2 separate regions of the Mus musculus genome follow, and region 2 is linked to region 1. A link is a contact called in public HiChIP or PLAC-seq data. All regions are on one chromosome and are shown on one strand. The core of a region is the stretch at or near the end of the contact, and the rest is flanking DNA. Distances in the headings are between cores, read along the strand shown. Region 1 holds the start of C630004L07Rik (RIKEN cDNA C630004L07 gene). Region 2 holds the start of Epha2 (Eph receptor A2).

Evidence for each region. HiChIP or PLAC-seq counts read pairs in DNA pulled down with a chosen protein or histone mark.
Region 2: a contact with region 1 is called in an H3K4me3 HiChIP or PLAC-seq map of embryonic stem cells, with 63 read pairs. The contact joins the promoter of Epha2 here to the promoter of C630004L07Rik in region 1. A contact is called at or near these places in 8 of 39 promoter capture datasets (the 3T3-L1 cell line, 3T3-L1-derived adipocytes, the C10 cell line and 4 more), 4 of 484 Hi-C or Micro-C datasets (embryonic fibroblasts, embryonic stem cells and liver), 6 of 115 datasets of contacts at active chromatin or transcription factors (embryonic stem cells, extraembryonic endoderm stem cells, microglia and 1 more) and 3 of 9 other capture datasets (adipose tissue, liver and pancreatic islet).

What each region holds. Positions count from the first base shown.
Region 1 is chr4:141,241,742-141,247,091 of GRCm38.p6, reverse strand. It overlaps C630004L07Rik (RIKEN cDNA C630004L07 gene), which reads left to right and starts at 2,202. Exons shown (of 2, transcript NR_165245.1): 1 at 2,202-2,297. It overlaps Arhgef19 (Rho guanine nucleotide exchange factor (GEF) 19), which reads right to left. Exons shown (of 18, transcript NM_001379647.1): 3 at 2,126-2,274; 4 at 483-917; 5 at 1-143. The coding sequence starts at 888.
Region 2 is chr4:141,298,683-141,304,032 of GRCm38.p6, reverse strand. It overlaps Epha2 (Eph receptor A2), which reads right to left and starts at 2,812. Exons shown (of 17, transcript NM_010139.3): 1 at 2,599-2,812. The coding sequence starts at 2,680.

The DNA.
Region 1 (5,350 bases), core at 953-3,452:
TCTGGCGTTCCCAGAAAGCTCCTGGGGCCCGGGCTCTAGAGCACACAGAGCCTGCTCTTGCGCAGCCTGGCCAGTCTCCAGAAGGCCCGTAGGGGTCTCGGTGCCGGTGGCCTCTTCGTTATGATACACCTGCATCTTGCGCCCTAAGGGTGAGGATAAAATAACACCTGTCACCCCCTGTAGTCTGCCCCATCTTCCTCCTTGTGGCGGCATGACCCTGAACATCAAAATAAGGTCCCCAGGGCAATGAGATCATCGCAAGAGCTTTACATAGAGACTAGAGGGCCTGACAAGGGAACAGGGAAATAGGGGCTGCCAGGCTAGTTATGTAATCCTGACAAGTCACTTGGGCTCTATGAGCCATCTTTCCCTTGTCCCTAAAACTTGCCCTGCCTTTTGGGGCATTCCGGAGTTTAAAGGGTTCAAAAAGAGCCACCAAGTCCCTCCCCTGGCTGCCCCTCCCCCCCCCCATCGTGACTCACAGGCTGACTTCTCTGAGCCACTGTGGCTGGCCCTGCGTTGGGGCTGCATGTGCTGAGAACTCCACGGTTCCACCAGAGTTGGGGGCTGGGCACCAGGACAGTGAGGCCAGCTGCCAGCCCTGCCGGGTCTCATTCCTCCACTGGTGGAGGCGATATGGGTATCTGGGCCTCCTGGGGACGTCGGCCATAACAGTCCTTGGAGAGGGGCAGGGGTTGCCAGGGACCAGCGGCTACCGGGAGCTTGCAGCTCCTCTGGAGCAATGGGAAAGAGATCCACACACAGTCGGCTCGGAGGCAGCTCCACGAAGGACAGGCTCTCCTGCTGGCACACAGCTACTGGGCGACGGGCGGTGCCAGGTGGTCCAGCCAAGTGAGGCTGGAGGGTTGCAGGTGGCCCACAGTCCATTCCTTCTTTACTCTGTCACCCTCCTGGGCCTGCAGGAGAGAAGGTGTCAGACCCAGATATAGTACGACAGGGAGGGACAGTGAGCCACCATGTCCTGGAGGCCCGCACAGACCCTCATGCACACATGTGCACAGGACACAGATACACTCACATGTCTGTTTAATAAACGCCAGTAGGAATCACCAGCACTTAGCAGATGAGGAAGCACCCACATAGCATCTCATTTAATCTCCATCGACTGACTTAAGGAACTGACGCCTGTAGGTGAGAGAGCCAAATGGCAGAGCCAGGATTCTCACACAGGTGTCACGGCTTCCAAAGCTGCGTTCTTAGCCACCTAGGAAATTCTCTCACATGTGGACATGTGACCAGACATACAGATAACATACACTGTCACACGAATTCATGCTCCAGCACACAGACCCACATTTTCTTCTGGCAAACATAGTTTCACAGATAACTTGAAACATGTCAAACTCCAGTACCCGGTATACAGTCACCAGTCACATCCTTTTTGTTTTTTTTGGTTTGGTTTAGTTTGTTACACAAGCTTAGATTTTTCTCTTACTCTCTCTCTCTCTCTCTCTCTCTCTCGCTCTCTCTCTCTCTCTCTCTCACACACACACACACACACACACACACACAAGTTCCAGGCATGTACGCACATTCCAGGATGCAGATACACACAGCCCCCAATGTCTCATTCTGAAGTTATCCAACCCCTTCCATACCCAGACTTGAGGCCCTTCACGCTGAGTGATGCCTACAGCCTTGCCAAGCTGGCTGGGAGGGTCACAGACTGGCAGGAGGGCCACCACCCAGATTAGTCCCTCCCAGGAAAGAGCAGAGAGATGCCCAATCCCCAGTTTGGGGTGACTGAGGGGTTTATCCCCATTCCAGCTCCCAGACACTGGATCAAGCCAGGCAGAATGGGCCGTTTCTGGGCAGGACGCCATCCCTGGGCAGTGTGCCAGCACCCCAGGGCGGGATGGTGAGCCCAGTGGTCCAAGACCCTCAAACCTCTGCCCTGGGCCCTCTGTGGCCTCTCTCTTGCCCCTCACCTCTTCAGCTGAAGCTGCTGCCGCCTGCCTGCTCCGGCAGGGAAGCCCTGTCTCTGCCCAGCTGGCTGGGGGAGATCCCACCCAGACAAAGAGTTTGATTCATCAAACCCTGTGGTGAGGCAAAGAGAGGGAGGGAGCAGGCAGCGGGCTGGGGCTGGGCGGGGGCCTACACTTGCCTGGTTGCGCTGTGGGCAGTCTGGGCAGCGAGGACCCCTGCAGAGGCCCCTTGGCCAAAGGGGCAGTGCCCAGTCTGGCAGAAATAAGAGGGAGACCCAGAGAAATGGCGGCCTTAGAGACAACAGCTCAGGAACTGGCTCTGGAGACTCTGAAGAAGAGAAACCACAGAGGGTGAGACCCTTGAGGCCCCGGGGACAGGCTGAGGCTGAGACACCTCAAATCTCAGACTGGTCCAGATTCCCAGGCAGATGAGAAGTCCCGAAAACAAACAAACAAACAAACACAGGGAGACTGACTGGGGTGAAGAAATAATAGCTCAGTGGGGTTGCCTGGTGGAAGAGCCGAAACAAAAGCTGTTAGAATCTGAGTTGGCATGAAGCAAACCACAGGCACTAACACAGAAGGGGGCTGGGCCCAGTCCAGTCTCAGTATGCCAGGAAGGCTTCCTGGAGGAGATCCCAGCTTACTGTTGCAAGGTTCAAACCCTCAAGGACTCAGTACAAAAAGATGGAGCATTGACCCCAGGCCGGAACCAGCAACATCAGGGTGCGTCTGGTATATGAGAGTTGGGGCTCCCCACTGTACCCCAGCTTCTTCTCTCAGTTTGGGGGGGATTGAGGGAGAGGCTGGCTGTTTCTCAGGGGCTCTCTCCCAAAAAACTGCTGTACCTCACTCCCTTGTTTAGCCCTTGTCCCTTAGGTCTATAAGTACTAATCTGGGTAGCTCACTCAACCTAAAGTAGGAGAGTTGGTACCCACTTCCTGATGCTAATACAAGAATTAACAGCAATGCCTCAGGTACAGGGCACTGTGAGCCTTGTCTCTGGTAGGCGGTCCCCTGAGTGTCATCTCACTTTTTGGTGGAGGATGCCTTGGGCCAGCAGCCAGTAGTAGGAGCAAGCAGAAGGGGGGCAGAGTCAGCTCCTGTCCAGCACACAGGTCTCTTTTAGGTGTAAGTGCATACTCGGGCCTAGAATCCCCCCTCCACGCCCCCCGGAGAACAACTCCTGTCCACCATGATTTATGAAGTTAAATAAGCAAAACATCAGATCTTAAGGCAGAAGCATCTTCAGACCTCAGAGGAGAAGGCTGAAGGAGGAGCTAAGGGCTTTCAGGAAGACAGGATAAAGAGATGTGTCAGGGGTGGGCAAGCTGGTCTGCTTCCACAGTGCTCAGGCCTGGAAAGGTCATGGCTAGACAGGGGTTCCAAGCCAAGCAGAGTGTCAGGAAGAGGACATGGGAGTTGCCTGTCAAGCTGGGGCGCCAGCCCAGTAGCTTCTCAGGATGCAGACCACCCAACGCTGATGTTAGTGATTTAGGTCCAGAGCTGGGTTTAATACTGGGTAGCACTTCTCTGATGATAATATAAAAATGAAAGTCTCAGGGACTTCAGGTGGCTGGGTACCCAGATGTGACCCCAGGACACACTAGAGCTCTTGAAGCAAGGATCCCTCTGGAAACCAGGGTTTGAGGTCCTGTGTTGACACTGACCAAGCCCATCCTCAGGCCTTGGTATCCTCATGTGACAGGTGACCCTCAGGTCCCCCTTTATGAAACCTGTTTCATAGGTGTCTCTGCAGGCTGAGAAGGATCGGCAGAGGCCAAGGGATGGTCTCTACTAGTTAGAGAGGGTAACCAGCCTGCCTAGCAAGTTGCCAGAGCATCCCTAGGCACTGCTGTTGTCTGGGACAGCACCTCTGGCCCTGGTACCCAGCCCTCCCTCCCTCCCTGCTCCATGCCCTTTGGCTGCCTGCTCAGAGGAACAGACCCTGCCAGATTCCCTTGTTCCTTAAGGGACAAAACCTAGTTGGAGGTCATGGCCAGAAAGGGGGTTCCAAGCCAAGCAAAGTCCCAGGAAGGCAAGAATGGACTGAAGCCAGAAACAGCAGGCAGACAGCACAAAGGACTCCCTCGGGATACAGGAAGGGGAGGACGGTTGCTGACCCAGGGCCCTACCTCAGCCGGGGAGCTCCTCCGTCAAGCTGCTGGTACAGTCCAGGGCTCCAGGCCACCCTGGGGGCAATGGGGTTGTAGCCAAGTCCTCAGAGGACCATGTCAGCATGGCTCCAAGGCCGGGCAATGTAAGCTCCTGGGTATTGTGTGGGGCAGGGAGGGGGGAGGCGAGGGGGAGGGAGCCTTGCAGAGGCAGGCGGCTGTCTCAACGTGCCTGCTCCCCGCCCCCCTTCCCCAGAACCGGTTTGGCCAGTCAGGTACAAGAGGGGGCTGGAACAATGGGAGCCCTATGCCTCCCAGAAGCTCGGAGGGACCCCAGACAACTGCCTAAAGATGGGGTTAGCTGGGATCTGCTCCTTGGAGGTGGGCCACCCCTCTCTCTCTCTTTCTCTCTCTGGAGCTTCCCAGGTCCTAGGTATGGGCGGGGACTTTGTGGGAGTGGAGGACGTCCTGGAAGCTCCAAATCTGGAATCCCTTCTCGGGGATCTTGAGACCTCCTCTGCCACTCCCCCGCCCCTCCCCCATGAGCCACATCTGTAAATTAGGAACACTCAGCTGCATAGCTGGGGGGACAGAAGTCAGGTGGCCACTCCCCACCAGTGGCTCTTTCCTGCTGCAATGACCAACCTTTAGGTCTTCAGCATGTGCATCCCCAGTGAACCTTCATAGAGAGCAGCAGCCCACAGGGAGTTTTAGTAAGGTCAATGACACAGCTGAGGTCAAGGAAGCCTCTATAGTGATGGCGGGTTGCTCCATGATCTGTGCCAGGCACACGACTTTGCCAAGCCTGCCGAAAAGGTAAAGCCACTTCCTCCCAGTTTCTGGATTGGGTGTGAGCGCCTGTTATGTGTGTGAGCGCCTTGCAATTGGCAAGCGGGTGAGATTCCCAGAGTATGGAGGGTAAGCTGCAAGGACGACGCCCCCAGTGTTGAAAGCCTGTACGCTTCCTGTGTGCAAAGCATGGGTCTACCTACTGTGCGTTACGACCCTCTGAAGCCCACACTGTGACGGCTACCACTCAGGAGCTGAGTACCTGAGGCTTGTACCCCTAAACACGAGTACTCTCCCATCCGTGACGTCCCATCACCTCTTCCAGATGGTGAAACCAAAGCTCTAGGAGCATTGTTAACAAGAACGACATGGGGGCTGGAGAGATGGCTCAGTGGTTAGGAACACTTGCTGCCTTTGCAGAGAAACCAGACTCAGTCCCTGATACCCATATGGCGGCTCACAACCATGTGATCTGACACTTTCTCTTGGCTTTCCTGGACG
Region 2 (5,350 bases), core at 1,563-4,062, 56 kb before region 1:
AGAGCCCAGCCAACCCTCTGCTGTGACAGAGGCCCTGGGTAATCAAAGGTTCCGATTTGCTGGAAGCAAGGAGCTTGGGAGGCCCCCTTCATGACCCTCCCAGGGATTCACCATAAGGCTGAGTTAGATGGGGGTACCCCATAACTTCTCCGTCCTCTAAGAGATCCTGGGGGCAGGGAATCTGCCACCATAATGTCACCCTTGTGGGCTGTATTACTTTAAAGCTTTCCCATAATGCAATACCCCCCTTGCCACCTCCCTGCTAACCTCATCCCTCTTTAGCCAAGATCAGCTTACACCTAAAAAGGGGGGGAAGACCGGAGACTCTGGATACAAACGAGCAAGGGACAGGGAGGAGGACAAGGCCCTTGCTGAACTGAGAAACCCAGCCTTCTCCTGCCACTCTAACTCCCACCCATCCCAGTGACTCTAGAGTCAGTGACAAGCAGTTCTGGCTGGATGAAACAGCTAGATGTGTGGGCAGACCCTCTGTGCAGAGGGCCCTGGCTGACCAATATTGGGCCTCTCTCACCCTCTCTGTAAGGAAGGACAGGGCAGTGAGGTGGGCCAGCAGGTAAAGGCGCTTTGTCTGCTGTCACTTGTGAGTTCCATCCCAGAACTCACATGGTAGAAGGAGAGAGAACCAAGTCCTCCCGCAAGTTTGAGCTCCACACTTGTGCATTGGCTTTCACACACACACACACACACACACACACACACACACACACACACACACACACACACACACACAAGAAAAAAGTCAAGGGCACTGCAGGAGGTAAGTTCAGCAGCTGTCGAGGACCTAACCGATTCCCCTGGTTTTCGGAACCCAGCAGAAAACAGAAGAGGAGGCTGCACAGCTGTGTCAAGGCTGGAGAGGACACGGATCATATCTGTCCTCAACTCCCCCTAGGGAAGTGCAACCAACTAGGTCACGACCCCACTCCCAACACACACATCCCAACCCCTCACACAGACACAGTGTTCCTGAGGAGTGCGGAGCTTAGACAAGAATTTTCCACAACCACGAGCGATATGCACCCTTTTTTCTCCTCGATCCCATGCAGAACGGGATTAATCGCAAAGGCTGGGGCGAGGCTGACAGATGCACCCAGAGGCACAAGTACAAGATTGTTTGAGGCTTCCCTGGTGGGGGCTCGGGGCGGTGGTCAGGAGCCCCGGGGCGGGGGTCAGGAGCCCGCACAGCAAAGCAAGCAGACGTCTAATCCTCAACTCCGTGGCAGCCCAGGAAGGCCTCTAGCAGTCCCAGCTGTCTTTCCCTGCTCCCCAACCACAGTACCCAGGAAGAGGGAGCCACAAGCTGGATCAGGGAGGGGAGTTAGGATCTCAGAATCCCTGCCCTGTTCACACCTTGGCAAAAGCAACTTTGGCCCTTCCTCGAGACAGGGCCAGGATCTAACACCCCGTTTACCCCTAACTCTCCACCCTTCAAGAGCTCCAGTCTGGCCTTTTACCCTCCCAACGTGGAAGGCGAAAAGAATAAGGAAACTTCTCACCCCAAAGGGTTCCTCTGCGCTTCACCCCCCGACCCCTAGCTGGAGTCGGCAGAAGACTTGCTATGCCCAAAAGCAGAGAAAAGTTTTTGCTGTGGGAAACGGAAGCCAGCTAGCTCCGGCTGGGTAGACAGGAAGATCCTCGGCCAAGGGCAGGGCAGGAATTCCCACCCTCTCGGAGACCCTAGCTGAGGGACAACGCCCCCAAGCACACCCCCGGCTGCGGCCTTGAGCAAAGGCAACCTGTGCGGGCCCCCTCACCTTGCGTGGCTCCAAGACGCTGGGGCGGGGGCAGGTGATTCACTCCCCCACCTCCAGGTGCCTGGGCTCCCCGTGGCCCCGAGATGACGGCTCCACACCGCGGGAAGCCGCAACCCCACCTGCCGCATTTCCTCCTTCTGAGTCACCCCTTGCTCAGAACACTTGACTTTGGGACTTCCTGTACTCGCTCCCAGCCCTTAACCTGTCTCCCGAACCTGGGAGGGCAGCTTGGGAAGGAGGGAAGGTGTGAGTGGCCGGGGCTGACCCCAGGCGCTCCCAATGCTGGCCCAAAGGACCCCAGTGAAAAATCGGATGGGGCGTAGAGAGACTCTTTTGCTTGGTGCAGGGCACCGAGAGGACCCCTCCCCAAAAAGCAGGGCCTGCATCCAAATGCCTTCCGCGAGAAATCGGGGCAGATGATGAGTTAAGTGAACTCGGGTTACTAAGAGGCTGATCGCCGGGAAAACCCTACTGAGCGTCCTTTCCTCTGAGGGACCGAGAGCGCCCTGCGGGGGTCCCGCTCCAGAAGCCGCCACAGGGCTGAAACCGCGTGGCGGGCGCCGCGTCCCCCTTCCCGCGGCCTCCGAGCCCTGCGCGCCCCAGCCGAGATCCCTTAGTTCCAGAGAACCTAGGATCTCAGGGTATGGATCCCCAAGATCGTTCCGGACCGCAGCCCGCGCGCTCTGCCTAACCTTGCGCACTGAGACCCAGCAGCCATAAGTCAGTTTCCAAAGGTGCGTCCCAGAGAGGAGGCTGGGGCGCCCGGGGTCCCATGTCCCGGAGTCCCTGCTAGGCTGCGGCCACCGACCGCGTAGACACTCACCTTCCTTTCCCTGTGCCGCCGCGGCCGCCAGCGCGCAACCCCACAGCAGCGCCAGGCAGAAACCGACTGCCCGGAGCTCCATGCCGCACCCCTCGCTCCCCGCGATCCCTGCTGTCCGCACGCCGGTCTCGGTGCCCCAATCCTGCCCGCCCGCCGACAGAGACAACTTCTACCCTCCTGCTCCAAGTCCTTAATGGAAGTTGGGTGAGAACCCGCTCCTGTTCATTCATGCCCTGCGCTGACGTCACCGAAACCACGCCCTCAGGAATGTCTTTAAAGGGGCCGGACTGACACCCTGACTAGAGGGCGGGGAAGCCAGAGGGAAGTTGGGGTTGGGGGGGAGGTCAGGAATTTGGGGAGGATTGAGGGGGCCAGTGCGTGGGCCTTCGTGTGCAAACCTTGAGGAGATTTCTCATTTCAAAGCGCCACCAGGGTTAGTGTCCAAATATGTGGAATGAATTTGTGCCTACTCTCCCCTTTTGCCCTTGGGCTTCAAGATGTGAATTGTAAATCTGAGAAGTAGAAGCTTCCGTAGCAAAGGGCCTCAAAAAACCAAAAAATAGAAAAAGAAAAAGAACAAGAACAAGAACTCCTGATAACACACACACACACACACACACACACACACAAACACACATACACACTTGCTCCTGAGTCCCCCAGAAGATATGCCACACCCAGGAAGGTCCTCTAAGCTGTGTACCAAGAGTAGTGCCTCTGGGAACATGTCAGACATGCAGGTGTCTTCACTTTAGAGTGGAGGGCTTAAGATAAGGTTCCAAGGTACCCTAGGATACCCAAAGGCTGCACAACTCAACAGTCACAGACAAGTCACAGGACTTGAAGCTGGGCCCTGACCTGCTTTAACCACTTCCATTTGGGGACCCAGCACACACCCTCATGGGTAACTCTTGACCTCTGCCTCTGAACTCCAACAGAACACCCTTGTCCCCTGATCCCTGGGTGACAGAATGAGATTACGTTTTGATACCTTGGGGATGTCTGCCTCCTACCCACCCTTCCTCTGCCAAGGTTCCTCAAATCTGAGTTCATCTCTTCTCTTGGCGTCTAGAGTCAGTGAAACAAACGGATGTGAAGTGAACCAGGCAGCCAGTCCAGTCACCCACAACTGCCTGTTGCTCTGTTACCATTTGGCCAGTGGAAAGGGAACAGCTGTAGCAGGCTTGGTTCTCCGTGGACCTTTCTGCCCACCTCCTAGTCCCTGGCCTTCCTCTCTGTGACTCCCCAGTCCCTGGTCATCCTGGCCCATATTATACAACTCTGGTACCAGGTGCTCCTCCTGGGGTCCTACCCACCAGCTTGGCCTTGGCGCCTGTTTCTGAGAAACGGGTTCAGACATTTCCCCTGGAGGGGGAGAGAAAGGGTTAATTATAGGTGTTGGGGTTAATTAAAGCCTTTGATCAGGGATGGATGATGGGAGAGAAGGCTATGTCTTCTGAGAAGGAGAGTGGCTGGACATGTATGTGTGAGCATGTTTGGATGAAGTACCGGAGCATCTGAGCTGGGTCATAAGGGTTAGTGTATGGGAATCCGTGAGCGACTTGTGTGTTATATCGAGCGTGGACGTGTTGATGTGTATGCAAGTGTGTGCTCCAGTGTGAGAGGACCTGTGTGTACCTGAGTGTGCCACAGGCCTCTCAGCAGCGGGGAGCACAGAGGAGGGGGCAGCAGTCAAAGTCTGGACAAATCAGTCTGCTCCTCTGAGCCTCCCCGTGCTCCCTGGGGACACTAGGGACCTACTTGGAAAAAGCCCGCTGTGAAGATCAAATAAGGTCGCGCATGGAAACCGCACAGACTGGGACTCAGACCCTCGAGTCAAATCTCAGCTGTTATTACGGTTACATGCGGTTCAACAAGAGGAAATCACATCTGGGGAGGCAGGGACTGTGGTGTGCCAAGCAAGGTCCTGCGGACAGGCACGTGCACGTGTATCGAGATGAGTGGAACATGTGTGCAGTGTACACATGGTATGGGTAAGTGTTCTGTTGGATACGCTAGGCTGGGGACCTTGTGGTTTGTGTTGATTTCCTGTCAGTTCCTTTTGTTTTGTTTTGACTTTTTTTTCTTGGTATGTGTGTGTTTGTTGGGTGCCTATGAGGCCAGAAGACTGCATGGGATCCCCTGGAGTTGGAGTTACAGGCAGACAGTGATGAGCCACCGATGTATGTACTTGAAACTGAATTCAAGTTCACCAAAGAACAGGAAACACTCTCAGCTACTGAGCCCTCTCCCCAGCCCCTGGATCTGACTGTTGACAAGGTCTCTAGCCAACCGACTGACTGACCGACAGAGGCAAGGCTAGCCTTGAATTCCTGATCCTCCCCCAACCCCGCCTCCCTTGGTACGAGGCTTACAGGTGTGCACCACCATATCCAGCTCCGTCCATTGTCTGTAACACCTTATATACGTCTGACGTGATATTTACAGGTTCTGTATTTTGGGTATTTGAATACTAGAAAACATATTGTGGGCCAGGGCATCATGGTGCAGAACTTTGATCCCAGCACTGCAGAGGCAGAAGCAGACAGAGTGATGGGAGGTTAAGGCCAGCCTGGTCTATAGAGAGAGGGATGGCCAGGGCTAAATCATGAGACCCTGTGAGAGAGAGAGAGAGAGAGAGAGAGAGAGAGAGAGAGAGAGAGAGAGGAAGGAAGGAAGAAAGAAAGTAAGTAAGTAAGAAAGAAAGGAAGGAGAGGTTTGTAGAAGACAGACAGTACCCATCCAGCATCCA